Regions from separate parts of the Mus musculus genome. Here region 1 is linked to region 2. A link is a contact called in public Hi-C data. All regions are on one chromosome and are shown on one strand. Each heading gives the region's core, a stretch centred on a gene start, on an enhancer-like site or on the middle of the called end of the contact. The rest is flanking DNA. Distances are from core to core; before and after follow the strand shown.

Region 1 (7,299 bases), core at 158-2,657, 99 kb after region 2:
TCTTTGTACCAAGTTGTTTCTACCCAACTGAAAGCTTGGGCCCCTTTGGGTTGTGGTTTAATGAGGATGGACACAACACTAACTCCTAGCCCGACAGGATCTTTCTGGATTTATTTTGTTGTCGAGTACACTTTCCGGGTAGATGGATAGAGGGACTAACACATATCATTTCTTAGATAATGTTTTAATATCCTGCACTGAATAAAACTTTTTTTAATCAAGTTGCAGTGGTAGCACAGGACGCCACAAGGGGCGAGGGGGCTGCAGATGGCTGCATTCCTCTAAATGTTCAAGCTTGACTGACCCATTTCATCAGCACTGTCAGAGCCTTGCACTGATACATGTTGACAAGATTTAATCTTAAAAAATTGAAAGAAATGAATTAATATGCAAATTTCATCAGCTTTGTAATAAAAATGTCCTTGAAAAAAAACAGTGAACATGACCCCCGAGGAATTGTGTGAATTACCCCAGCTCAATTCTTTAAGTTAGTCGGAGGTACGCAGGTCCATAAGGAAATCAGTGCAGATTTGACTTGGAAATAATTATGATGAAGAACAAAACACAGGCAGGTTGAATGAACGTAACAACTTGGGAAAAAGTCTTAGTACTATTTGTTATTCACTTTGAATTAACAGGATTAGGTCTGGTTTTTTGAAAATAAAGGAACACTGCCATGTAATTTTAACACCTAAGTAATGTGAAAACAATATTTTTAACTATCAATTTTAGTGCATATTAAAAAATCACATCGGATAAAAACATTGTTTTTAATAAAACATAATGCAGGGTTTTTTTTTTGGACAAAAGACATTATTATAAGAATTAATTTTTAGACTATGGGATATAGTGGTATCTATGTGGTTCACAGTCACAGGGATGCCCGGGCAACCCACTTCTTGCACAAATAAAGCTGAAAGGTGACCAGTTGTTCCACTGAATTCTGCAGGTGGGTGGGATCATATAAATGAAGTCTTCAGATGTGAGTTAGATTTCCAACACTTTCCACATGGGCACACAGAATCTCGGTTCTAAAGCAGTCCTGGGGGTGTATGTCTAGCTGTAGCTCTCTCTCAGCCTCTAAGCCCAGACCCAAACAGAGGGTCTGAAACTAAGGGGGGGGGGTTGCCATCACAACTGAATTTTTTCTATGTAAAGTGCAAGATTTCTTCAAACAGAATCATCCCCCGGAAGGGATAAGAATGTTAACAGGGGAGCGTCAACCATTAAGCAAAATCAAAATCTAAACATTATCATCAAAAGCAGCTTTCCCGGTCCTAAGCAATGAATGGCAGCTTGAAGATGAATGTCACCTCTCCTCCCCAAGTAAATCTCATTAATTTAAGCAGATGTGCACGTGGGAAGGGAGGGAGGCGTACATATTTTGCTTCCACCCTTTGTACCCCTGTCACAAGCTGGCCTTGCCGTCTCTCTCACCACCGCACAATGCACCAGACAAGCTCTGGGCCCTGGAAGGAATTCACCTGGCTCTCTCTTCCGTTAATTCTGACCTCAGGGTTGAGCATCTCCACATGGGGAGCACCTCTTAGGGAGCACCTCCTTGTGCTTGTCTTTCTTTTTCTAATCAAGATATTAGGATATTTATATTTAAAAAAAAATCACCCCCCCCCCAAACTGAAGTCTCAAATTAAGATCCCAAAATACTGTCAGCCACCTGGGACTCTCCTTATGGTCCTGTCCCTTAGGGACTCAGGAGTCACCCAACTCTCCCGAATCCCTGTACCCTCAGAAGACCAGGGCAGGCAGCACTGGCTTCGCCCAACCATATTAATCTCTTCTGTAAGCTTTTGTGGTTCTCTACAAAAGGCTTTTAAGTTTCTCCTTTCTTTCTTAATCGACCATCAGTAAAATCCCACTTTCAGAGTGCCCTTTGCACCAGTTTGCATAAAACGAATAACCCCACAGTTTAATTATGCACCATTCTATCAGTTGGGGAGTGATATAAAGTTGCACGCAGGGGGAAAAAAAAAGTCTAAAAACCTCCTTTGGTATCCAAAATTAATATATGTCAAGCTCAGGGTAAATCTTAATCTTTTTAGAAACATTTTTCTAAAATAGGTGTTCTTTTATCACCTGCCTTATCAAGACCCGTTGGAGGGAGGGAAGGGAGAAAAGGCGTTTGGCTAGCATGCTGCATAACAGCACTTTCTTTTCCCACCTCACTTCAGGCTGCTCTTGAAAGATCTGAACAGTTGTATAATAATGAAAAATGGGCAATACTTGTGGGGCATTGCCTGCGCTCACACACCTCCGCCCACGCATTCATCATTCCGCAGGTATTGTCAGTGAGAGTTTAATTGCATAAACACTCTGTAACTGTCCCGTCATATTTCTTGTCAGTCTGGATTCCCTCTCTGGGCTCTCACTATCTCACAGAACTATAATTGAATTGCTACCAAATCACAAGAGGTGCCCCCCCCCGAAATAAAATCTTTATGAATAGAATTTGTTCCCTATCAGCAGATTTGACAAATTATGGCAGAGGAAAGGCCTTGGTGATAATTTTTGAGTTTATTCTCAATGTAGCTATTTGCTGAATGCTCTTATCTATTAAAAAAAATTTAAAGCCCCAATTCGGGATGGGGGGTGGGGAGTATCCTACAACCACACGGGGCTCTGTGGTAATAATTTTGCAGGACTCAAGAAAGCCAGTAAAACAAAACAAAACATGAAAGTTTTGTTTGCTCTACTGTGGAAGGAAACCATTGCAAATGAAGGATGTAAGAATGAATTTGGAATTAAACTGGTTACCCATTAAAACCAAGATCTCACCAAACTACGGACGCTTAATTATGAGGTGATGAACACTCACTTTGGCCCAGGGTTTATGCTCTCCCTCCGTCTCTTCTTCCACCAGCCCTTTCAGCAGCCATTACTCATGTCTGAGCTCTGAACAGCCAGGCTCTTTGACACACTTTTAGGTCCATGAACAAGTGAAAATTAATCAAAGGCATGACATGCAATTTACTAAATATGTGATCATGAAATTTTAATGTCAAATTATTAGTATTTTTTCAAAACAAGCAAAACATCAATGGTGTCTGGTGTGAGGGGGGGTTGTCTTTTGTCTGTTCCACTTTTTGTTCTTATATTCAACCCCCATTTCAAAATATAAACCCTCAGCAAAGGTGCAAGCCTGGTTTGTCGTGCTGCTGGTGGTATAGGCATGACACATGAGCACCGGTGAATAACTCTTAGATGGGCCCAGGGCTTCGCCCAGACTGACAACTGTCTGGTTGTTTATGTTTTTTAAATGTGCTTATCAAAACCATATAGGATTGATGGGTGTTTTTAGATGAAGTTATGTTTTCGCAACAGACTTAATTTAGGACTAAGGTTAAGGCTTAGGATAAATGAGTACATTAGATGATTAAACAACATTTGTCTTGTGGGACTCTGAAGTCATTCATTTATGACACTTTAAAAACAAGCCAGGAGAGAAGGCACAGCGGGTTTAACGAATCAGCTTTATACAAATGTTAAACCCAAACTAATGACTTTTTTCTTTTTTAATGGAACTCCAAAATATGCTTGTTTACTAAATGCACAGAATCAGATGAGGAATGAATATGATGGCAAGCTCTGGACTTTACAGTAGCACTCTACACCGTGCATGCATGTGTACACCCATGCCTCCCTTCTTCTGAAACTTCTTCTTCAATTGAAACTGTTCCTTTATGTGAGGAATGAGGTTTTCTGCTTTGATGTGCTTTTTATACATTTTAAATAGAAGAAGATTTCCTGGTGGTGCAGGAGTTTGGACTATTGTACTGCACTGGACTCAGTATGATGAAATACCTTGTCAGGGGCGGCTGGATGGCTCAGGGGGTTGGTAATGGGATATATGGAGCCTTTCACCCGTAGGTCGTTGGCTTGAATTCTGTCCAGGTTGGCAGTGACTAAAAGTCATTAACATCTCATGACTGCCTGGTGGCCTATGTGAAATGAGTTTCTTAATTTATTTATTTAAGTCCAGATATAGTACCCACGGCCGGGGCATCTGGGCATCTTTCTTGCTTTTACAGAGGCATTCTACCAGATCAACATTCATTTCGGCTCTCAAGATTAGTGATGAACTGAGGCCCTCCCACACAAAATAAATTGATTTATTTAAAGTTCAAGCCAATCCCAAGTCCCCCATCCCATTCTCCGGCACAGACCAGCAGGCTTCATGAAATCTGATTTGACAGTAAAAGGAGATTTAAGTCTAAATCTGATTGTGGGTCACTTAGTCCTTTGTGAGGCACAGTCCATGTGTGGCTTTGGCTCCACAATAATGGCCCAGCCAGATAAAAAGGGAAAATGTCAGTCAAATACATCAGATGTGCTGTGTCATAAGCAGACTACATCTTAATAGGCCAGGCTGGAGGCTGCACACCTGAGACTAGTATCCAGGTCTATTCCAAATAAGAACTAGGCAGCTCCCAGCTAGCCTTACCCAAGGGCACCAACTGGCAAAGCTGGCATGTAGAACCCAAGAATAGTGACATGGAACAAGAATCACAGATCTTAGTTATGCTTTAAGAAAACAGAGTGGTGTGGTTAGAGAGATGGCTCAGCAGGTAAGAGCACTTGTTGCTCTTGTACAGGATACAGGTTCGATTCCCAGCATCTATGCGGATGCTTAGAACTATTTGTAACTCCACTCTCAGGGTCTTCTGACCCTCATGGGCACCAGAAACACATGCACACATGCAGGTCATATACTTATACACATAAGCAAACAAACAAACGATGAATAAATACCAACTCTGGTATTGGTGTGAGGATCTATAAAACTAAGCCTAGTGCATTGCAGGGGCTGGAGAGCATGACATCTTTATTCCCAAAAGAGTATTCCTCATACACAAAGGTCTTACAAAAGGGCTCCATTTAGGGTGAATGTGATTGGTATTCAGAAGTGCCCCTTGGGTATTGTATGTCTCTTGTAGAATCTGAACCCCTTCAATCAGGCAGCAAGTTCATGATGTCAATGAACCCCAAATTCAAGCCTTTCATCAACAGACCCAACCTCCTGTCATTAAATCCCTGACCATCCTTTCCCTAAGGAATAACCCAGGCAACAGGATGCTTAGTTCAATAGAATGAATGATACTATTCACTGAATACTCCATATCATACTAAGTATTTTACCTGATTCATTCATTGAACCCTCACGAGATACTTGTATGTGAATTTGTTTGAAGAGAAAACCAAATGGAAATTATCCCTAGTCCTGTTCTAGATTCCAATCTAGAACACAGGGTTAAAATTTTATAATGGGGAAACCAAGGCACATATAATTAAATTAGTTTGCTTGAAGTCACACATCTACTAAGTGACAAAGCCAAGGTTTGATGTTGGGTTCCAAGGCCTGAGTACTTACATGTTTGTGATTGACACAAGCCACAGCACAAGGGCTGTCCTAAAGTTGGGGTGTGATGTCATGATCACATGTTGTCAACTCTCAGTTGTTAAGGTAACCTGCAAGGTACCAGACTGTGGATTATAGAAAAAAATATGTCTGTAATATATACTAAGTGCTGTTTAGTTACAATGCTACAGACAGGACAGAAGAGCCTCTAGTAACTGAAGATTACTGCTGCAGTTCTCTGGGTAGCTGTGATCAGCTTTACATTAAGAGTTATTGGCCTTCTGCTGTAGTGGGTGGGAAATCAGACATTTTATGCTAATGAAGAGCAGAGATGGCAGTATGAAGAGGATGAAGCTGAATGCCTATAGATATATGGCCAGCACTGTACAATAAAAAAGGGGATGTATTCATCGAGTCTTAAAAATCTTTGGTGAGATACTAGGTTTATTTCTAAGAAAGCTTGAAGGAACCCTTTGGACTGATGAAAGCTACTTCTGGATGTAAATAGTCTTGAAGATGTGGCCCATCTGTGACCCTGCCCATATCATGAAGGCCTTGGAAGATGACTGACACCCAATTTCTCTACATGTAGAGTGGCTAATCGTGTGTTTAGGGGCCTGGGGGAGTTGCAAGACCTGCTGTGAAAAGTTCCTCTTATTGTGGTCTGAATATGGTTCTATGGTTTGAATATGGTCTAATCTGTGATGTAGTGAGGGTTGGTTGACTGTGAGGAGGCATGTCACTGCCTGGGTTATATCAGTGGCCTGGAAGAAATTGTGGGACTGGCAATGAGCCTGACTTGCTGTTGGGAGATAGGGTTGCTTTGTACCACCCCCATTCCCCCTTCACCCTACTTTTGATATCTACCATGAAGTGATACAGCCAAGTGAGGCTCTTGCCAGAACCTTAGCCATGTGGTTTGGACTTTCACTATCCAAACTGTGAGCTAAATAAACCTCTTTTCTTTATAACATTAGCTTCTCTTAGTATTTTGTCATTGCAGTTAAAGACTAATACATTAAAAATCTGGGAAGACTAGTCTAAAAATAGGCTTACCTATCATAACAATATGAAATCCTCATCAGGTTAATGATTGTTAATCTCCAGGGAGAAGATAATCATGGCGCTGTTTTTATTTACTGTTCAACACTGGGACCCTTTTTGTACTTAAACAGTTAGAAGGAATCTAGTTTTGAAATTCTGCAGTAGAATTTGTCCGCAGCATGGTTTAGGAAGCAGAGACAACCAACTAGGCCATTGCAAGCTGGTATCAGCTGGCCTGCCACTTAAAAAGAGATGACCTCGGTTCCCTTTGATATTGGCTTGTGTGGGTGTGAGTTCTGTGAGAGCAGAGGCAGGTTTGGTAGGTACCATACCAGGATAAGGCCAATCTTGTGGACATGCGCGAAACAATGACTGACTGAATGCAGAACTGAAAGACTCAAACAAACAGTGAAGGTCTTACATGTGCTGCTATAGACTTGTATAATTCATTCTCTCTCTCTCTCTCTCCCCCCTCTCTCCCCCCCTCTCTTCCTCCCTCCCCCCCCCCCCCCCCCCCCCGTGTACATGTGCATGTGGCAGGCCTGTGGAGGTCAGAAAACAGCTTTCAGAGTCAGGTCTCTCCTCCTACCACATGGGCCCTTAGGATGGAGTTCAAGTGATAAGTTCTTTTACCATGTTGAGCCATGTCCCTGATCTAGATTTATTTACTATTACAGTTTTATATCATGTCTGTGAAATACAAAGTATTTTCTAAATAGAGATGACATTTTAATTCATTTTATATGGTCGATTACATCGATTTGTAAGTTTTTTGATCACTTTCAAACATACTCTACTCACTGAAAAGGTAGATGGACATAAGAGAGTGGACATTTACTTCCTTCTGGTACCATCAGTTTGATCGATGCTATCGCATTCTG
Region 2 (6,782 bases), core at 364-2,863:
AGTGCTCTGGCAAAGTGGCTCATCTTGCTTACCAAAATTTGAGTATCCAGAGAACAAATACCTGTGCAGAAGGTTGAGGAGATCAAAACGATGGAATGCGTAGGAAGCAAAGGGTCCGTGCTATTCCCCTCTGGCTCTGTTTGCTTCCCCAGGGACTAGAGTGCAAGGGCAAAGGTGGGGGCATAAGGAGATGATTTCTAGGATGCAGCAGCTTTAGGCAAATGTCTCTGGGTGGAACTTGTCCCAGGAAGGAGAGCAGCTCTGGGGACAGGGCTGCCCAAAGACTGACAATCTGAGATTTAGTGGGCTTTGATCATCTCCCATTTCTTTGAATCTTGCAGGAAGCAGAGCACCCTGCCTGTCCTTGTCCCTGTCCGAAGACAGTGCTCATGACCTGCCGGCTATTAGCCTCAGTGCATGCAGTTTATAACGAGAGAGAAATGTAATGGAAAAGGTACCTAAGAAGATAATTCACCCAGATGATGTTCTTCTCATTTGCATTCTTCGCATTAATAGCTATGGTGGCACTAGACTGTATCCAGATGTAGCCTCCATTCTTCTGCATCCAGCGGTAGTACTTGGTCACACACTGACCCTTATTCAGCACTGGGGTAGGGTAAAGAGAGATAAAACAAAACAGAAGGTGTAGTATTAAGATGGGGCATAGAACGGTTTTCATTTCTGCCCAACCTGAGACCAAAGCTTGGGGAGCCCAGCGTATGCCTGACTTAAGATGCTATTAGCACAAATGAAATCAACATCTCATTGGAGCAGCAGCTGCCTAGCTGGGGTTCCTGGCATCTGTAGTGAGGCTATATTCCCTTCTGGGCAGCCGTGGTGGAAAAGGAAGAATAAAAGGGCTACTAATCTTTTTGGCTCAGAGCACACCTAATGTGGTGTGGATATTGTCGGTGGGTTTAACATCAGATGGTAAGAAAGGCAAATCTCTGCCTGATTTATGCATAGCTCCTCCGAGTTGCCCTCCTTGAGATTCTGGTTATCTGAATGGTTCTGAAGATGCCTTCCCCCCCCCCCCCCCCGTCTTTGATCACTTCCCTTCAGCCTGAGCAATATCAAACCCGTGTCCTTAGCCATCCGTTCCTTTTGATCTTGTCCTACAGAATTTATAGTCCTTGGATGAAGTAAATTTACATTGGTCAGCCAGGGTAAATTGTGGTGAGACAGCTGAAGGTTGGAACAAAATATATCCCCGGGTTGAGTCAGAGAGAGACACTGGCCTAAGAGAGAGAGGCACAGCACTGACTTGACTTGAGCCAAACAGAGTGACAGCTCCAGCCAGACGCTGAAATATGGCACAAAATGATGGAACAAGTAAAAACAATCAGGAATGTGAACCGGTGCCTTTAAATACCCACTGTAAGAGAGCTTTAAAATGCAGATGTTTAAAAATGATAGTCTAACCAGAATCTTGCCAAGTTGAAATAGATTTGATTTGTATCTGGGTTCTCCTGAGCTAGTAAAAAGGGAAACTGTAGTAAATCACCCCCTAAATAAAGTGCTATGGAGGGGAATGGTTTGAGAGTATGCAGGGAAGGCTCTGCTTCAGGACGTGGAGACCACTGCTCACGCCCCCACAAAAGCTCACCAGCCTGCCGGCCACTAGAGGGCAGTGCGCACTCGTCTACATGCCCCACTTTTGGCATGTCCTTGTCTCCGTCTGCTAAAATGAAAAACCTCTAACTGCTGTAATAAATTTGGCTAAATTAGCTGCTAAATGGTTATCTCAAGTAATATGTATTTGCATTAATCATCTTGCTCTAAACCAGAACAAGCCAGAGTCCTAAAGACGTAGTAAATTCATATTGTCCATTTAATTACGGCTAATAAGTGCTTCATATACAATAGTTTCATGAAGTACATTTTGATTTTTTTTTGGGGGGGGGTGGATGGAAAAAGGGAGTCACTGTGGGAAAGAGTAACATTCCAGGCGGGTGAACCTCTTCCTTCATCTGAGAGTGGCCACTAATCAACCCCTACGTTCTGCATCCATAGTGGACAGACTTTCATGTTTTTCTCCCATTCTCCCCCCTTTTTTCTCACGATATGTTAAATGAATGGTTGTAAAATTTAATAATTATGTCTTCACTGTTGCTTGAAAAAGCCCTAATAAATGCTTCACACAGGGGCAAGTTTTGTTCTAAAGCTACTACCCAATGCAGGGCGTTGGAAGGCTGGGGGGCCATCACCTGCCCTTGGTGGTGGACTTCCACAGGTAGCATTGTGCCCTCCTTTTGTTGGTGACAGTAAGTTCTGCCATTCTGTATGCATGGCTTTCCAGGCTACCAAACTCCTAGTGGAGGCAGAAAGTGGTGAACTGCCAGGCGTACCACACGGCTCTCCTGTTAAACCGCCGTGGCATGCAACACAGGGTGCTCTCATTCAGAGCTGCTGGGCCTGGGTGACTTTTACCTGAGGACAGTGGCTTGCGCAAGTCTATGCAGAGGAAATCACCACACTCCAATCTGGTTGGTGACATAGTTCTTTCTATGTGCTTTCTAAGCAGAGTAAAGGATGATTCCTAATGGTTTTAGTATTTTTAACAAAGACAAAAAGACTAAAAAAAAACCTTTTTGCAGAATCATGTGAAAAAAAAAATTGAATTGGCGAGCAAGGCTGGCATTTCTTGGGTGGAGAATCTGAACCAGAGTGGAACCCAGAACAGGCAACAAACAACAGAAAACACCAACTCTAGAATATAGAGACTGAGAGGGTTAAATCGAAGAAACAAATAAGATCAAGTTAGAATGTAAAGAATCAACAGAATGACCACTCCACCCCCCATGCGGCTCCTCACTTAAAAACACCAACCTTCCTGACAGTTTTCAGATAAACACGTTTCTAATACAAAGAGCTGATGCAATGCTGTCTTTAGACAACGAGGGAGGAGGGCTTGGTCTGCTTAAAGGGCATTTGCTGAGAAGATAAATACAAATTTATTAGGGTCCATGAATACATTAATTCAGTCTTTCATTAAATCCAGGCTCAGGGATGCCTCGCCAAGAATACATTCCTGAATGACAAAGAGGCAGACAGGTGACTTCTGATGTGAAGAGGAGGCCAGGTGAAGGACTGAACACAAGGATTTCTTCCGCTCAGCACTGTGGCTGTTCTTGGGTCACTGGTGAATGGCACAGGTTTCAGAGGTCATAGTGCACAACTGAAGACAAGCAGTCTCTGGGTCATAATTGTTCCCTGGACTGGTCTTTAACAGAATTTGCCAGGGTCACCATCTTCACATGGTCTTCAGTGACAACTCAAGGGCTGGTGTTTTCTAAACGGGACCTCCATATACCGTTGGAATCCACAGAGAAGATCTGATGGTAGTTTCAGGAGGGAATGAAATGTTGACCAAAATATTACCTAAGTTTCCTTTTGTTTTTAAGTTCATATAAAAGAAGTTCCCAGAGTGCCTTCTTTCATACTGAATCAGGGATACTTTTTGCTCTAACTTCTTACAGAATATAAATTTATAACTTTGGGATGAAGCTTATTTCTTGGAAAAAAAAATCATACTGGCAAATCATTTGGATCATTCCAGCTGTGCCAGAGGCAGGATCTGACAGCTTTTCCTGAGCTCATGTGGCCCTAATCAGCTCAAGAAGAAAAGCCATGTTGGTGCCAGTTTGAAAGAGATTTTTAGTGTGTAATAAATTAGAGAACTTGAAAAATACAAAAAGGAAAAAAAAAACCCTAACCCTTTTGGATTCTCTGTTATCTAGTAGCTGCTGCTGTTGTTTTTGAGTTATGGGTTTGAACAGTAGGGAAAAATGAGGGGATATTTAAGTCAGCCTTCTTCACAAAGCTCCTTTTGTGGAGGAAGCCAGAAATAAGTACAACATAAGTTAGTTGATATGGCAGTTCTAAAAAAATAGAGTATGTACACACACGCACACACGCACAAATACACACACACACACACACACACACACACACACACACACACACTACAGCAAGAAGGAAGTACAGGGAGAGGAAATACCCAGGGCAATTGGTTTTTCCTGTGGCATCTGTGCCCTGTGGCTTGGGCACTGCTGACACACACGATCTGGCATCTTTGTGGCTTGTTTTAATGTGTACATTCTACTGTCAAGATTCCCAGGCTGGTTGCCTTGTGTACCCCTCAATGGAACTGACTGTCCACATCCAAACTTCTATATAGTTCTGTCTTTTAAGGGTATGCAGTTGAGGTATTAGTTTTTATTTAAAGATCTCAGAGTTTCCATGGCTTTTTCTTAGATTTTTTACAAGACATCCATGAAGACACGAGGAGGAGAAGACGCAGGTTTACCTAGGTTTCTTGAATGATCCAGGCTTTATTTTCTTCCTTTTACTTTTAGTCTAGGGGAGTATCAGTAGCCATTGGTGGCTGATGCTCTGAGAACTGCCCCCCTCCCCCACTTCCACACAGAAGGCACCAGACAGGCTGTGTCCCTGAGGAGGCAAGCTGACCTTACATTTGTGTAAGAAGAAAACAGTTCTTGTGTTCTCCTGATTCAGATCTGCCCATCTAGCAAGTAAAGAACCATCATTGAGGGTCTGTTTGTCTTTTAGTCAAAACACTACCCGATGCCCTATTGGGCAGGGAATGGCAGATGACATACCCCAAAGCCAACTGTGAAGGGATTACATTGTAAAATATGTGACCTTTGATAGTCACCCCTCCCCCAATAAATGACAGATGATAAGCTTTCCTGAGCATCCTTTTAAAATGTCACTTGATCTCTTGACTCAAGACCATAGACAAGAATGCTCTGTTTGTAAACAATACTCACTTCACCCCCAAACCCCACAAACTTCGTTGCCTTGGGGTTTGCACACTGTTCCCAAGCCAAGGATTTACATTTCCTTGGGAAAACTTTGTCCACAGACAGAGACAGTGACTGAAAGGATACAAAAGAAGCCAGTGTCTGCAGCGGGGATATCAGTCTGTTACCCTAACAGATTGGTACATATTTGTCTTTAGAGATATGAAGTGGGGAAAAAAAAAGGAGAGAATGTGGTGTCTTCCTATTGGGCTGTTGTACAAAACCAAGCCAGGGTCTAAACAGTGAGTGAGTTGTGTCTCATGGAGTAGTAAGCAGTGCACTGAAGAGACGAGCACACATCAAAGCAGGCATTTAGCACCGCGCCTCCCAGAAGGACGTTGAGAGGTTTGCATATGCGTTAAAAAGCTGCAGTACTTGGTGTACTCAGGTAAGTCTAGAGTAACTAGGAAGTGGTGAGCTCATCGGGCAGGCCAGGCCTCACATTCACAGGATTGAACAAGGAGCTTCATTATCAGCATGCACTAGGAGGACACATCTGCACAATTCTTACCCCCTCACGGAGCTACCTCCATCAGTAGCGGTGGAGTGGAGAGACTGGAGCCTTTTGCTTGGGATTCAAAAATGATTTTTCGAATGCATTGAAGTGGAGTGTGTGTGTGTGTGTGTGTGTGTGTGTGTGTTTAAGTAAGTAAGGATGTGTGTGCTAAAATCATGCTTTCTACTTAATTCCACAGTTGGGTGCTTAGCTGTGGCCACTGGTTTTCTTCTTTCTACATTCACAAAACTGGCAGATGAAACATGAAAAAGAATACTGACTCTTTAATCTCTGCTTCTTCACCTAAGGCCCAAGGCAGGCTGACAGGAAACTTCATTCTGGAAACAGAATTTTTGAAAAAAAAAAAAAAAAATTCTGGATTACTTTTTTTTTTTTTTCTCTCCTCTGCTTTTGAAAACTGTAGCCTACTGGAGAAAGAACCTGACGCAAGCCTAAGACAAGAACAAATTTCTTTATCTAAAAAGTTATAGTCCTTGATGCTTACAGGAAGGTCACTGTTAAGGTTCACATGGGAGACGGCGTTGTAGCTGAAACCGTGTTAAGTGCTTTATTTACTTGCGATGAGGACAGTTTTTCATTTAGAACCACTCAGAGGATCAACTGACACTCTCACGCCAGGCACACTTTCCGATAGATTTTGCAATTAGTGAGCTAGAGATGTCTTTGATGGCAAGCATCCACAGGTTAGTCTTCTCCTCCTCCTCCTTTTTAAAAATCTACGTGCTGAGCAATATTTGGTAAAGTTGGATGAGAGTTGCTATTTAATGGGAGTTCCGAGCTTAAAGACAAGGGCCCATAGATGTTCTGCGAATGACTATGCATCAAATATGGATTCCCTCTTGCCCACTAATGACAGGCCCTGCCTGAGCCACTGTCTGTGGTTAACAACCTCAGAAGAGGTTTTTGTCCTCTCGCCCTGCCAATTGATAGATCTTTATTAACTGCTAATATTGAATCATGCAGAAAACTTTTCATTGATTTGGGACGTGTCAATTTGTTCGGCTTAAAAAATAAATTTCCTCCTCCTTCATGATAATGTACTGAATCGGAGTCCAGGCCTTTTCAAGCCTGATGGCACCAGTGTGGTGTTCTCAGACGGAATCAAAGGACGCTGGCACAAGTGACCCTGAGATCTTGAGGTTATTTTTAAAAAGTTTATGTATATGGGTGTTTTCCTGCACATATGTATGTGCACCACATGTTATGTCTGGTGTCTGTGGGCTACCTGGGTTTGGAGTTACAGACGGCACGTTGTGATCCAACAAGTGGGTGCTGGGACTCGAACCCTGGATCTCTGGAAGAGCAGTAAGTGTTCTAACCACTGCACCACTTCTACAGTCCTCAGAGTTTTTTCAAGCTATTTTTAATCCAACCAGGGAGTTTTAGTACTACTCATTCCTGCCCCTTCCAACATAAAATAGCGAGAGCTGGTGTTTTTC

What was found. Hi-C and Micro-C count contacts between places; a contact is called where the count stands out from the background.
Region 1: a contact with region 2 is called in a Hi-C map of the N1E-115 cell line, with 5 times the contacts expected there. The contact joins two enhancer-like sites. A contact is called at or near these places in 1 of 15 datasets of contacts at CTCF or cohesin (the NIH/3T3 cell line), 4 of 484 Hi-C or Micro-C datasets (the N1E-115 cell line, nephron progenitors and neural stem cells), 1 of 115 datasets of contacts at active chromatin or transcription factors (embryonic fibroblasts) and 1 of 9 other capture datasets (embryonic stem cells).

Annotation. Positions count from the first base shown.
Region 1 is chr12:53,956,314-53,963,612 of GRCm38.p6, reverse strand. The region is part of intron 6 of Npas3 (neuronal PAS domain protein 3); the gene reads right to left. Among named protein-coding and RNA genes, the nearest start is that of Gm35614, 130 kb to the right of the region's middle. Within about 2 kb of position 1,407, at least 3 of the 459 cell types and tissues checked have an H3K27ac peak or open chromatin away from gene starts, as enhancers often do. A contact at or near this core is called in the N1E-115 cell line, where this site is marked.
Region 2 is chr12:54,055,807-54,062,588 of GRCm38.p6, reverse strand. It overlaps Npas3 (neuronal PAS domain protein 3), which reads right to left. Exons shown (of 12, transcript NM_001370962.1): 10 at 459-606. Among named protein-coding and RNA genes, the nearest start is that of Gm35818, 83 kb to the left of the region's middle. Within about 2 kb of position 1,613, at least 8 of the 459 cell types and tissues checked have an H3K27ac peak or open chromatin away from gene starts, as enhancers often do. A contact at or near this core is called in the N1E-115 cell line, where this site is marked.